Linked DNA regions of Mus musculus: region 1 is linked to region 2. A link is a contact called in public promoter capture Hi-C data. All regions are on one chromosome and are shown on one strand. Each heading gives the region's core, a stretch centred on a gene start, on an enhancer-like site or on the middle of the called end of the contact. The rest is flanking DNA. Distances are from core to core; before and after follow the strand shown.

Region 1 (6,677 bases), core at 1,740-4,239, 180 kb after region 2:
CTATAGTGTAGTAGAAGGACAGTTAAGATTTGTTACAACATAGTACCCCAATTAACTGGCTAATTGATTCCAAAGCCAATTCTAACCACTGCTCTTAAGAGTTTGAAAAAAATGCTCACGTGGGCTTTGGACGATTTATTATTCATATTTTTACATAAGGACTCTCTCAGTCACACGAGAAACCTACACATGAAATCATGGATTAGCTCTTGCTTTCAATTTCCTTGGAATGTTTGTTGGTTTTAAAAGGGCTCTCTTTCAAAAGTGTCCTTATTAATTAAATCAACCAGTCAGCCGCATTCCCTGCTTCTAACTCAGCACTCAAGTTTAAACTTGGTTCGGGAGTCAGCTTTCCAACCTTGGCTTAAGGGGCATTAGTCACTCTGAGCAAAATATGGCATCTGAACAGCTGTCTTGGGTACTGAGCGTCCAGGCCTATGTGTCTGGAGAACAGACAAAGGGGGTAGGTGTGGAAGGGAGGCAAGTTTAATTTCTGAATATATATATGTTCTGCACCCCAGGCTTTTTACAAAGAATATCTCTTGATTTTCTCAACAGGTCATGAGTGTGTTCTGCCTTCCCCATTATAACAAGGTCAAGATTGGTCAAAGACCATCCTGTTAACAAGGGGTAGAGCTGGGGCTAGAGTACAAACACTGACTCCTCTGCAGTCTTTCCTGTGTGCTGTCATGTATGTATACATGTATGTATACATCTGTGTGCTGTCATGTATGTATACATCTGCCCTAAACTTCTGACCCCCAAATACAGTGCTTTTATTCCAAGATCCAGATGGCAAAACAGAAACTCAAAAATGCGATATTCTCCACATAAACTAAACACAGACTCTGGACTCGAATTTCACAGTCCTGGGAGGATTACTTCACCTATCATCCATCCATCAGCACCAATCCACCTACCCACTCACCCATCCACCCACCCTCTTACCCACCCACTCACCCCCTCACCCATCCACCCACCCCCTCACCCATCCACCCACCCTCTTACCCACCCACTCACCCCCTCACCCATCCACCCACCCCCTCACCCATCCACCCACTCATTCACCCTCCACCCACCCACTCACCCATTCACCCACCCACTCACCCATCCACCCACCCCCTCACCCATCCACCCACCCCCTCACCCATCCACCCACCCCCTCACCCATCCACCCACCCCCTCACCCATCCACCCACCCACTCACCCATCCACCCACTCACTCAAGAGAGTGTCAAGAGCTCACCCTGCTCTGGGGACTGCCTGGTTTCTTAGAGATGGGGCAAATTGTAGATAGTCCCCACTCTTTAAGAACTTGTAGTCGAATAAAGAAGGAAAACACACCACATTAGACAACCTAATTGGAGCATGAAGGGTCCTCTAAGGTACTATGAAAGAGATGGGAACATAGAAGACAAAGCATCCAATTACCTTGCCAATAAAGCAAGGGAGGTTCCAGAAAGGAGGTGACATTGGACTATAAATACACACTCTCCCAGAAGAGAAAGGGGGAGGAAGGTTTCTCTAGGCAGAGAGCACCAAAGCACTGCTGCGCACACACCGAATCCCTGCCACCTGCTTAAAGCACCGTCTCTAATGCCTAGAATTCTGTGGACTAGGTATTATCCATAACACTTCACAGAATAGGAGCATAGGCACACAGAGGTTAAGTACTTGGCCCGTGGTTAGAGGTCTGCTAAGACAGGCCTTGAAGTCAACTCTTGAAACCTGGTTTCAAAGGTCATCCTCTTAGACACTCACTCACTGAGAACTGAGTGGGGGCCATCTGTTAGGAGTTTCTTGTGAGGAGGGACACATAAACAGGAAGCAAGCCATGGGCTCTTCCTGTAGGCTTTCTCCACGCAGCCTTATGCTGCTAATCTCAGGAACTTGGACTTGCTAGATCCATAACAGAATTAATACTCTCTCTATCTCTTTCTCTCTCTCCCCCCTCTCTCTCTAGCTCATGTACAGAGGCAAGATTCTCTCTCTACTTATGAGGCCACAGAAGAGAAAGACACCTTTATTTACTTTTGACTGAAAACATTATCTGTCTACTGTAGACACACCTGTATCTTTGGTTAGTTGGATGTCAGTATCTGAGTTGTTCGATTTCTGTGTCCAACAGTTTGGGTAATGCATGAGGACATAGCCTTTGTTCGTCTCCTTTGCCACCCCCTGAGTGCCCAGCATAGCACTTGGCCACAACTGGTACTTAGACATTTCCAGTGAATATTTACTGAAAATGTGTTGAGTGACTTCTGGGTTTTGATTAATTATTTAGGAAGCAAATTGTGGGTTTATTTGCTTTGCTAGTAAGAGGACGTAGCTGAAGGAACTCTGAAGGTGAAAGAGACCTTTGTCTTAAGTCAGTGGTTTACAAAGTGCTTTTCTAAGTTTGCCTTCTGGATTCTAATTCAGCTACTGTCCCGCTCAAGCTTTCTGAGGTCATCACATCAGTGTTGGGAGACAGCAAGTTTGAGTCCCTATCCATTCTCATCCTTTACACCCTCTCGGATCGCCTGATCTCCTTCAGTCTGTGCCTAAACACTGTGAAGGAAGAAAGTTCATAAACTCATAGGGCACACTGTCCCCCTATCGGATGGGCAAGGACAGTACCACTGTCAACATGTCCTGAGCGCTTCTTGGGTACTAGGTTCGGTCCCTGTCGCCAAACATAATGACCAGACATTATTTTCTTTCTCCTCTCCTAGCTCTAAGACTCACGCCCTACTCTCCTGCCCTCCACTGCTCGCCCCGGGCTCTCCGGCCGCCACCGCCTGCCCCGCCCGCGCTTCGCCACCCCAGCCTCCCGCACCAGACGCCGGCTGCTCCTGCGCTCCCACGCCCGCGCACCTCGCTCTCCCAGCCCCGCGCTCCCACACCCGGCGCGGAGGAGGCGGGCGCCCGGGGCGAGGGCAGGGCGGCCACGTCAGCGGCGCCGGCTCGCTCCGCCCTCCGCGGGCCTCCCCATAGAAGGTAAAGCCTGGGCAGAGCCCGCGGGCGTCCTCAGGCTGGCAGCTCGGGCTGCTGGTTTCAGTTTCTGAAGAGCTAGGCCTTGAGCAAACACTGGCTGGCGGGAGGAGGGTGTTGGACGCCTTCCCAACAGATAATGTGATTCCCTGCCGCTGGGAGCCACCCACGGTGGGAAGGGGCAGCGCAGGGACCTGCGCAGGACAGCCACGGTCCTGGGCGGCTGGGGGAGCCTGAGCTCGGACCCTTCTTCCTCATCTGTAAGGCTGCCCCTCTCTCCGTGGACACTTAAAATGTTTGCTTTCTTTCTGAGAAAGAAACAGAGGGAGATCGCCAAGACCAACATGAACTCCAAACTCAGGGCATTCCTCACTCTACTCTGACCTTTTTGTAGATGCACTTTTTTTTTTCTTCTCAAAGGCCAGACCTATCCCTACCCAGCGGGTGACCTGTGTACATTTCCTAACTTCTCTGTCTCATTATCCTCACCCATAAAATGGGAGTAATGATACTTATCTTTAGATACGCTCCGAGGGTTAGATTAGCTATAGATTATACATATTAAGCACTTAGTGCCTTCAATCAGCAGTAATTAACATTATTATTAATTGTATTGTTATGGCGTATGACTAATCATGAGATAGATTCTTAGTGCTTCTGGGAGCATAAGTAAAAATATGCTCATTTAAAAAATTTTATTGAGGGAGGGAGTTTTATGAGGTGAATATAAAGAGTAGCACTGAGTCAGGATATAGTCGTGCATGTGTCTCATTTCATAAAGAAACTTGGAAAGCCGGCATTATGTCCACTGTACAGGTGAGGACTCTGAAGCTTCCAGAAGTCACTGGCTCATCTCAGACTCTGGGTCAGTATCTAATTTTTCTCTCTTTCTTTGAGACTTGTCCTTATATAGCCTAGAATAGTCTCTAACTCACCAAGTAGCTGGGGATAGCCTTGAACTCCTTAAAAAAAAAAAACAAAAAAACCAAATATTTCGTTTCCTCTTTCTCCCCCTCCTGCTCCTCCCCCACTTCGTGCGTGCGTGCTTGTGTGTGTGTGTGTTTGCCCAAGGAGTTCAAAAGACAGGAACTGGAATTAGAGGCTGTTAGGTGCTGCCCTATGCTGGTTGCTGGGAGGAGAGCATAGGTCCTCTGGGAGATCAGCAAGAGCTCTAATCTGCTGAGTCATCTCCCCAACTCCCAGACTTGAACTCGTGATCTTCCTGCCTCGTTAGCCTAAGTGTCACACACCTAGCTCTCTCTCCTCCAGTGACCACACCCCACCCCAGCAGGGTCACACCTGTTTGCCTCAGCAAAGGTACCTCCTTTCCTTTGCATAGCCTCCCATCCTCCCCGCATAGCCTCCCATCCTCCCTTTCGCCAAGCTCTTCAACCTGGAGAAAACCTAGTCAAGTCTGGATGCCAGAAGAAGGCCACTGTCTGCTCCAGGAGACTTTCTGATCCACCCCCACCACCTCCACCCCTCTTCTGCTGCCTGCAGCCCAGGCTGTACAGACTTGTTGTCACCACCATGTCTCTGTTTGTACTGTGCCTCCTCTCAGTAGGCCTCCACAGCTGACCGGTGCTGTCTACAGTCTTAGGACCACCCCCTCCCAGGTTTAGTTCTGAGCTTTACTGGTTGAAAGACTGGGATCTCTGATTTTTACTCTCTGCCTGTCACCTCCCTAATACAGAAGGTGGATTTCAGCAACACTGTCAGCTTGTAGTGTTGCGATCCATACAGGATGTCTGGGCAGTCAGTGGTCTGAACTTACAACTGACAAGGCTCAGGGAATGAGACAGCCTGAGGTCTTGGGTGTTACTTAGGGACAGAAAGAGGAACAGTGCCAACGGGAGAACCAAAATCATGGCTAGGCCTCAGAGGGGATGGTTCCAACCCAAGCCTCCCTGAATCTTCACATGTGGTCTTGGCCTTGCCTCTTTACTTCTTGGGATTCACCCCCCCCGCCCCCCCACCCCAAAGTTAGATTAAATACCATTAGCGGCCAGTCATTTGTCTGTGGGACTTGTACTGCCCTGTGTTCCCGGTTTAGGGTCACACACAGAAGGAACAGGAAGCACAGAACTCAGCCATTGCCTCTCATGAGCTGACAGTAACTATGGTAGTTTACAGTGTCTGCTGAGTAGGTCCTGGTATCTGGCACCGGGCCAAGCATCATTACTGCCCTGTTCCCCCTGAGAGAAAGGACTTCTGCAACTACCATTCTACAGCTGAGGGAATAGGGTCTGAGGCCAAAGAGCCAGCAACTCATTGGTCAGATACAACTGCTCAATCACCTGCAGGAATCCTTTTGAGTACAAACTTGTTCAGAGATATCTGATGACACAGAGACTCTTATCTTTCAAGCCTGTCCTTTATTAATGCTCAGAATAGCTCAAAAGGTCATGCTGCCATCTTTGCATTAGTTTCTTGGCTTTGACTTGGGCCCCAGGCAGCGTCAGTCAGGATGAGAGCTCATGGAAGGAGACAAGACAATATACTCTTCCACAGGGAGAACAAGTCTTCAGGGACTTTTCATGATAGGATGCTCAGAATACAGAAGCTTGTATCTTATGCCCAATGAGCCTGGACTGGCTGTGGTGTGTTCAAGGTTTCCAGGGCAACCTTGGCTGGGATTGGGCTGGACTTGAAGCTTTTGAAATGTGTCCACTGAGATACAATTCTTTGATGATGGCATTGGGGTATGGTAGGGAACAGATAGCATTAACAAGGACAAGTAAGTAGAAACCATAAAACTAAATGGGGAAATTGCTTTCATGGCTGCTGTGTTCCCTGATCTTATTTAGTTTTTTCCCATTCCCCCTGCCCCCCACACCCAAAGAACCACATAATCAAATATCCTTTTGAACAGTAAGCACCATAGGCTCACTATTGCCAGCTGGGTGAGTCCAAACTCATTGAAGATGGCATTCAATGTACTTCGTGATCTGGTTCCAGCTCTCCATTTTAGCGGCATCTTCTCCATATTAACAACACCATTCCCAGCATCTATGACTCTTGCATGGTGCTCGTGGCTTATAGCATATCATTACCATACTTTAAGGATAAAAGTATCAATTGTGTCTTAGAACCAATTGGATTTGCTCTTATACTCTCAAGACTTTCCCAAATACTCCCCTTCAAGAGAAGGGGCAGCCTTTAACCAAAGAAGTGAACTGATATCAAGGAGAAATGCTAAGAACTAAGGCAGTGTTCCCAGGTGTGTGGAGTTGGATGTCTGAGTAGTTTGGGAAGTCTTGTGTTGCTTCCACACTGGCTGGAGGATAGTGATGGGGATGCACACCTTCCTATCTTGAACACTGTTTCCAAGATGCTATGTCAGTGTTCAGGAGGGCTGGAGGAAGCTGACAACTAGGTCAGGCAATTTCTTCTCCCAGGGTGCCATTTTCATCAACCATTTCATCCATGATTTCAGTGTATATGAAATGGGACTGGAGCCCATTCTTCATACCTCTAAAACCTTAGCATGGAGTCAGGTGGCCATGTGGTTGGTTCCTTCAGGTGTTGCGGTTTATACCAGTTATACTATAACTATCACTGGGTTCCTTTTATTGCTAAGTGCCTTGGGTTGGCGGGTCTCTCTATGCTCTCGTGGTAGGAGGTGAAGCACAAACTTGTTCAGATCATAGCTTATCTACACTGTGCCATCCGTGAAATCCCAGTTCATACGTCAAGATACAATC
Region 2 (6,881 bases), core at 665-3,164:
GGAGGGAAGGAGGAGAGGAAGAGGAAGGGGAGTGGAGGAGAAGGGAAGGGAAAAGAAAAAGGGGAAGAGGGGAAAAGGGGAAAGGGAAGGGAAGGGAAGGAAAGAAAAGACAGGACATGACTGCTCCTAAGTATGGCGGAGAAGAAAGTTCATTGTAGATAAAAGGGAGAGCATATGCAATGGTGGGGAACATCCAGAGAGAATATGACCCTGAACTGGGCCATGTAAAGAGAATGCAGAGAGAAGCTGCAACAGAGAGAGGCTGCCTGGGCCAAGAGACAGGCCAATAGAGTAAAGGACAGACCAAAAGGGCCAGATAGCCAAAATGGCTGAATTATATAGAGAAGGGCAGCTGGGGGAAGGGCAGACTAACTTCAGGGCTAAAGAAAATAGGGTAGGAGGCAGGGTATGCCAGCCATACCCTGCAACAGGCAAGACTGAAGGATGCTTTAAGAACCTGGAGGCCAGTTCCACTGTAATACAGCACCTCAGGTAATCATTTGTCTCTCCTTTGAGACCTAACATACGAGGTTAACATTACAACATGCCACCAGTAGTCTCAAGTGTCAAGAAAATGGTACAAGAAAAAGGGATGAAAAACTAAACACAACCAGGAAAGTTAAAACGAACCCTTGAGAGAGGCACAGAGCCAATGCTTTCAGGTGACGGTCACTGAACACCAGGTGAATTCCTTTATGAACTCCAAACTGCCCTCGCCCACTGAGGTCACCGATTCTCAAACATCACAAGCACTTGCTCAAGTCTGATATATCACACTGGTGTAGAGTTATTGCTATCTCAGGCTATCCACGTAACTTTTGAACTTTTGAGAAAATATTTATGTGAAGTTAACTACCCCTCATTTTCATCACATTTTAAGAACTCACTGGCTATTTTAAAATGCTTCTTATTCTGGTGCCTTATAGAGGAGGACTGGCAGTCTACAGTGGAGCAGCCCTCCTGTCAAATGAACTATATGGGCTGAAAATGGAGCAGTACTAGTAATAGTATGTACTTCAGCAGAATTCTAACGAAGTCGCTGACAAGTTACAAGTAATGTACCTGGCTTCTACAGGAGGTCCTATCTGGCCCCCATTACTTAAAAGGAGGGATACCGCGTCCTCCTAAAGGCACGTGTCAAATCAGGTTCAGTTTAAAATCACACTGCCCGTCCTTGCAGGCACTGGCATGACACCCCTAACTGGGTCTTCACTACATTATCCTAACACAGCAAAGAAAACATCTGCCGAGCATTCTCCATATGCTAAAACATCTCTCAGAATTATTTCATTCGATGCTTACAACAGTAAGATCGACAAGTGATTCTTGGTTTCCAAGCAAGCGGAGCCTTGCTTGGAAATGCCTCAAATGCCTTGATCACGGTCAGAGTGACAGTAAACAGGAAGAGCAAAAGCAAAAGGCAAACATGACTTGTCCAACTCTAAAATCTGGATCCTTTAGGGTAAGCTGCCTTTCCCCCAAGTTTTCAACAACTTGCTCTGAGAAGGAGGAATCAAACGACTGGACCAGGTCGCTAGCGGGCGCAGGACTAAATTAGACGCCAGTGTTCAAGATGCTGTGAGGCGCCTGAGACAGCGCGAATGCAGGTAGGAATCCGAATTAAACACTGTCCATCGCAGCCCAGAAAGTGGAGATAAACAGTGCAACCTGGGGCACCGGGTCCACTCCCGGACCCGGCCGACTTCCGGCTGGGAGCACCCCGGGTCCCGACGCCGTCCACACGGACCCTCGGCCAACCGCATCCTCCGACCCTTGCCTAGCACAGCCCGGCCCGCAGGACCCCGCTCCGCGCCTCACCCCGGCTGTGCAGCCGCCGCAACATCTCCTTCCACATCCACATCCGCCTCCTCCGCCTCCATGACTGCACCTGACGCAGGCGTACTCGCGAGATCCCGCGAGATGCGGCGGGGCGGGACCGGGGGCGGGCCCAGGGCCGGAGGCGGGGCCTTGGCGTGGCGCACTTCCGGGGAACTCCGGCGAGTAAGACCAGGAGACTGCGTGAAAGCTGCTTCCCCAAGGACCGCATGGGTTATCTCACTTCTCTCACGTCTTACGTGGGCTAACTCACAGCAGATCTTTTTCCATTCAGGCGAGAGACCCTGCTTTGTGGCATCCATTGTCTCTGGTTCATTTTCGCACACACACACACGCGCGCGCGCGCCTACCCGCCCCGCCCGCCACCGTGAATTATTAGAATGACCCAGTGGAATGGATGCAGGTTTCACGGATTTTATTTTATGGATAAGTAAATAGACTCAGAAAACTGACGTGATTGTTCAAACAGAGAGCTTGGTAGATTGATCTTTTAAACTCTGCCCTGAGTGTTTGCCATATACATACAAATCATTGCTGGGAATCTGTGAAGCAAAGAACTTAACGGTTTTCCAAGAAATCAGAGTCTTGCTTCTGCATTTTTCTGCCCTCAAATCTGTCTCTCATACAGTTAGAATCCATGACTCATTGTCTTCTCGATCAGACTGTGACTTCTTTAAGGATAAAACCTGTCTGGTAGTCCTTACACTGCCTGCGTTCAGCACAGTGTCTCACGTAGTAGAAGCTGTGTTGGACAGGTAAGTGTATTGGGAACCAGCAAAATAAACCTGATTTGTTGTTGTTTTGTTTTGATTTTTTGAAATAGGGTTTCTCTGTATAGCCCTGGCTGTTCTGGAACTCACTCTGTTGACCAGGCTGGCCTTGAACTCAGAAATCCACCTGCCTCTGCCTCCCAAGTGCTGGGATTAAAGGCATGCGCCACCACGCCCCGCAAAATAAACTTGTTCTTTTTTTTTTTTTTAAGTACTACCATGTCGTTTTCAGGCTTCATTTAATCATAGGGGTAAACTAAATTCAAGGTCCCAGGCCCTGGGGGAGCTTCTGTTGTAAGGAGACAGCTATTTGAGCCCAGCCATCTCAGAGACAACTTAGAAGGAGACAATTGTCTGCGTCCAGTCATCTCAGGGAAAGTTGTAAGGAGACAGCAGTTTGAGTCCAGCCATCTCAAGGACACTCTCCAGCTTGCTGTAGGGTCAAACTAAGTTCTTGTTCCCAGGCCCAGGAACCAGCTCCTATTCTGATTGGTGGAAATTCGCATGCTCAACCCTTTATGGTCAAAATATGATTGGCCGAAGCTACAGCCTACCCTGCTTGCCCTCCCTTACTTTATGGTTTCATCCTTTAAATATGCTATGTAATTCCCCTAAAAAGTCACTCTCCGGACTCTGTTCTATGTTCTCCGGCCTTGGTCGATCAGTAGCAGCTTGAATACAATACATCATTCACTTGATGTATGAGTTATGTTGGATCTATGCGGACCCCATAATAAGTGAACGAAACAATAAAACGAGCTTACTTCACACCTCAGCCTGAGAGTGTGATGGCAGGAGAGGCAGAAGAATTTTGTAAAATGAGGGCCCCGTGCTTTAGGAACTGAATAGTGTGTTTTACTTTTCAGGGCAACCTGGAACCATGGTGTTTATTTGTTTGCGCATTGTCAGAGGACTCATCTAGTAATCAATGCTAACAGCTTGCCTGACAGAGCATAGGCACTTAAAGGTGCCTGTTGGATTTAATCGGGAAATGCAAAATAGAAACACCAGTCTCTAACTCAAGAGCCAGGTAAAACTACCAGAGGGAATAATGCAGTACCCATTACTCAGGCAGGGCCAGGGATGGTGCCTGTTTGCCTCAGACATTGTGTGAGGACTGAAGAAACTTTGAGCGAATGTGTTAGGCCTGATTGGAATCCCAGGTGAGTGTGTATTGTTGAGATGTGTTCAGCCCTGTTAAACACCCAAAGACCCAGTCTTGTGGGGCAGCCATCTCTGTTGGGGTCAGGCTCGGAATGGCAAAGCCTTCCTGTGGTCCAAGTATGAGAGTTTATGAACAATTGACTACAGTGTGCAAGCCTTCCTGTGGTCCAAGTATGAGAGTTTATGAACAATTGACTACAGTGTGCAAACCTAACAAGTGCAGTGTCTTCCTCCAGGCTGTTTACAGCCCGAGGCTGTGCCTTTGCCAGGACCGCCTATCTAAGAGACTATCTAAGCCCTGTCCCTGTGCTGTACATAACTGTGCTGGGGCTCTGTGCTCTGGGTATAGTTGGTCCCATTCCATCGGAGTGTGCTCAGCCCACCTGACCCAGCTTTTCTGTGTACACATCTGTTTTTTTTGTTATTATTTTTCTCTTCTTTTTAAATTTCTGTCTCTTTAATCCCTCATCATCCAGTCATGTTTCAAGGTCCAAACCCATGCAGGGAAGCAGAACAGACTAGGAATTCTCATCGTTCATTGGGTAGACGATATGAAGGATATGGCCTAAGTAGGAATAGCTGTGGATAGATAGGCCATTGCTTTGGCACGGCCCAGTAAACCTTAGAAGCAAAACCTGAAAGGATTAAACTGGTTCTAGGTAATTTAACTTCATTATCACCTTCAAGTAGTATGCAGAAATAAAAGAATAAGTATCCAGCCTACAGTAAGTTAATGTTACAGTGTCTGGCATCCAATAGGCATCCAAAGAAGTAAAATATAGGCCATAGAAAAGACATTGTTTCCACTGAAATCTGTTTAGTTATAACACAGATGTTGGAGTTGCTATGTTTAGGACTTACTCATCCAGTACTGGCATGTGAGAGTCCTGATGCTAGAACATTAAAACAATGATTCTAATTGTGTCCTGTGTGTTTAAAAAGTAACATAGACACATGGAAAATACAGAAAGGATAACATTGAACCTTTGGAAATGGAAAGTATATTCCAGAGACAAAGAAAACATTTGATGAGACTAATAGGAGAGTAGATATTCCTAAAGAAAGAATCAATGAACCTGATCATGTAAGAAAATATGTCATTCAAAATGAAATGCATGAGGGGATATAAATAAATAAAAGCAGACACTGAGCTGTTGAAGGAGCAAGAGAAGCAGGTCAGGAAAACATTTACGAAAATAATGACTGAAGACTTTATATTTTGAGAGAAATAATAAATTAATAGATTCCAATAACTGCATAGATAAACAAATGATATTGTACTAAGGTCAATTACAATAGAATTGCTCAAAACCAGTAGAAAAGCTTCCCTTTGACAGTAAATGTCTTGTCAAGAAAGAGAAAATCAAGAAAGCTGTAAAGCAATATGTTTAAAATATAGGGAGAAAAACAATTAGTCAACTCAATGATATTTCTCAATGTTGTTTCTAGTAAACAAACCTTTCCAAAATCAGGACTCAGAGACATTGTTTTGTTTTGAGACAGGGAGGGCTTGCCCTGTAGTACAGACTTGCTATGAACTCAAGATTCTCTGGCCTCCATTACCAGAGTGGTGGGATTTCAGGCATGCACCACTATTCCCAAAGAAAAGTTTCAGAAAAAAATCAATAAAATATGAAAGATTAAAAATATTAAATAGGGCCCGGTGGTGGTGGTTCACGCCTTTAATCCCAGCACTTGGGAGGTAGAGGCAGGCAGATTTCTGAGTTCGAGGCCAGCCTGGTCTACAAAGTGAGTTCGAGGACAGCCAGGGCTATACAGAGAAACCCTGTCTCGAAAAAGACCAATATATATATATTAAATAGGAATGGAGAGATGGCTCAGCCGTTAAGAGCACTGTCTGCTCTTCAGAGATCCTGAGTTCCATTCCCAGAAACCACATGGAGGCTCACAACCATCTATATAATAAGATGTGGTGCCCTCTTCTGGCCTGCAGGCATACATGAAGGCAGAAAGCTATATGTTGTATACATAATGAATAGATAAATCTTTTTAAATATATATTAAAGAATATCCTTCAAGAAAGAAATTGTTTTAGGAAATGAAGCTGGGACTATATCAAAGAACTAGTAACACAGGATACATATATAAGAAGTGTGTGGGATTTTCTTCTGCACCCCGGAGCTGACCCTGTGCCACAGCTCTCCATATCCAAATTTCTCCCAGAGAGAACTGGTCTCCCAGGAGTGCTGACGCATAGGCTTACAGGAGGGACAAGCCACAGTCAGTGACAGCAAGACAAGCTAGCACCAGAGATAACCTCATGGTGAGAGGCAAGGTCAAGAACATAATCAACAGAAACTAAGGTTACCTAGCATCATCAGAACCCAGTTCTCCCACCACAGCAAGCCCTGTATAGTCCAATACAGCAGAAAAGCAAGATTTGGGTCTAAAATCACTCCTCATGATGATGATAGAGGACTTTAAGATGGGCATAAATAACTCCCTTAAAGAAATACAGGAGAACACAGGTAAACAGGTAGAAGCCCTTAAAGAGGAAACAAAAATCCCTTAAAGAATTACAGGAAAACACAACCAAACAGGTGAAGGAATTGAACAAAACCATCCAAGATCTAAAAATGGAAATAGAAATAATAAAGAAATCACAAAGAGAGGCAACCCTGGAGTTAGAAAACCTAGGAAAGAGATCAGGAGTCATAGACACAAGCATCACCAACAGAATGCAAGAGATAGAAGGGGAAATCACAGAAGCAGAAGATACCATAGAAACCATTGACACAACAGTCAAAGAAAATGCAAAATGCAAAAAGCTCCTAACCCAACATCCAGGAAATCCAGGACACAATGAGAAGACCAAACCTAAGGATAATAGGTGTAGAAGAGAGTGAAGATTCCCACCTTAAAGGGCCAGTAACTATCTTCAACAGAATTATAGAAAACATCTTCCCTAACCTAAAGAAAGAGATACCCATAAACATACAAGAAGCCTATAGAACTCCAAATAGATTGGACCAGAAAAGAAATTTCTTCTGTCACATAATAATAAAAACACCAGCCAGACATGGTGGCGCACGCTTTTAATCCTAGCACTCATGAGACAGAGGCAGGCAGACTTCTGAGTTCAAGGCCAGC

The links. Promoter capture Hi-C pulls out the DNA fragments that hold promoters and counts their contacts.
Region 1: a promoter capture Hi-C map of fetal liver shows a contact between it and region 2, with 2.2 times the contacts expected there. The contact joins the enhancer-like site here to the promoter of Mysm1 in region 2. A contact is called at or near these places in 2 of 39 promoter capture datasets (fetal liver and pre-B cells), 5 of 484 Hi-C or Micro-C datasets (CD4 T cells, the G1E-ER4 cell line and muscle stem cells), 5 of 115 datasets of contacts at active chromatin or transcription factors (bone marrow-derived macrophages, effector CD8 T cells, embryonic stem cells and 1 more) and 3 of 9 other capture datasets (adipose tissue, liver and pancreatic islet).

The regions. Positions count from the first base shown.
Region 1 is chr4:95,158,477-95,165,153 of GRCm38.p6, forward strand. Junos (a long non-coding RNA gene) reads left to right here. Exons shown (of 5, transcript XR_867920.3): 4 at 2,715-2,979. Among named protein-coding and RNA genes, the nearest start is that of Gm12708, 31 kb to the right of the region's middle. Within about 2 kb of position 2,990, at least 294 of the 459 cell types and tissues checked have an H3K27ac peak or open chromatin away from gene starts, as enhancers often do. A contact at or near this core is called in the G1E-ER4 cell line, adipose tissue, bone marrow-derived macrophages and 7 more, where this site is marked.
Region 2 is chr4:94,977,186-94,984,066 of GRCm38.p6, forward strand. It overlaps Mysm1 (myb-like, SWIRM and MPN domains 1), which reads right to left and starts at 1,915. Exons shown (of 20, transcript NM_177239.3): 1 at 1,819-1,915. The coding sequence starts at 1,880. It overlaps Gm12694 (a long non-coding RNA gene), which reads left to right and starts at 1,936. Exons shown (of 3, transcript XR_867913.3): 1 at 1,936-2,591; 2 at 3,473-3,636.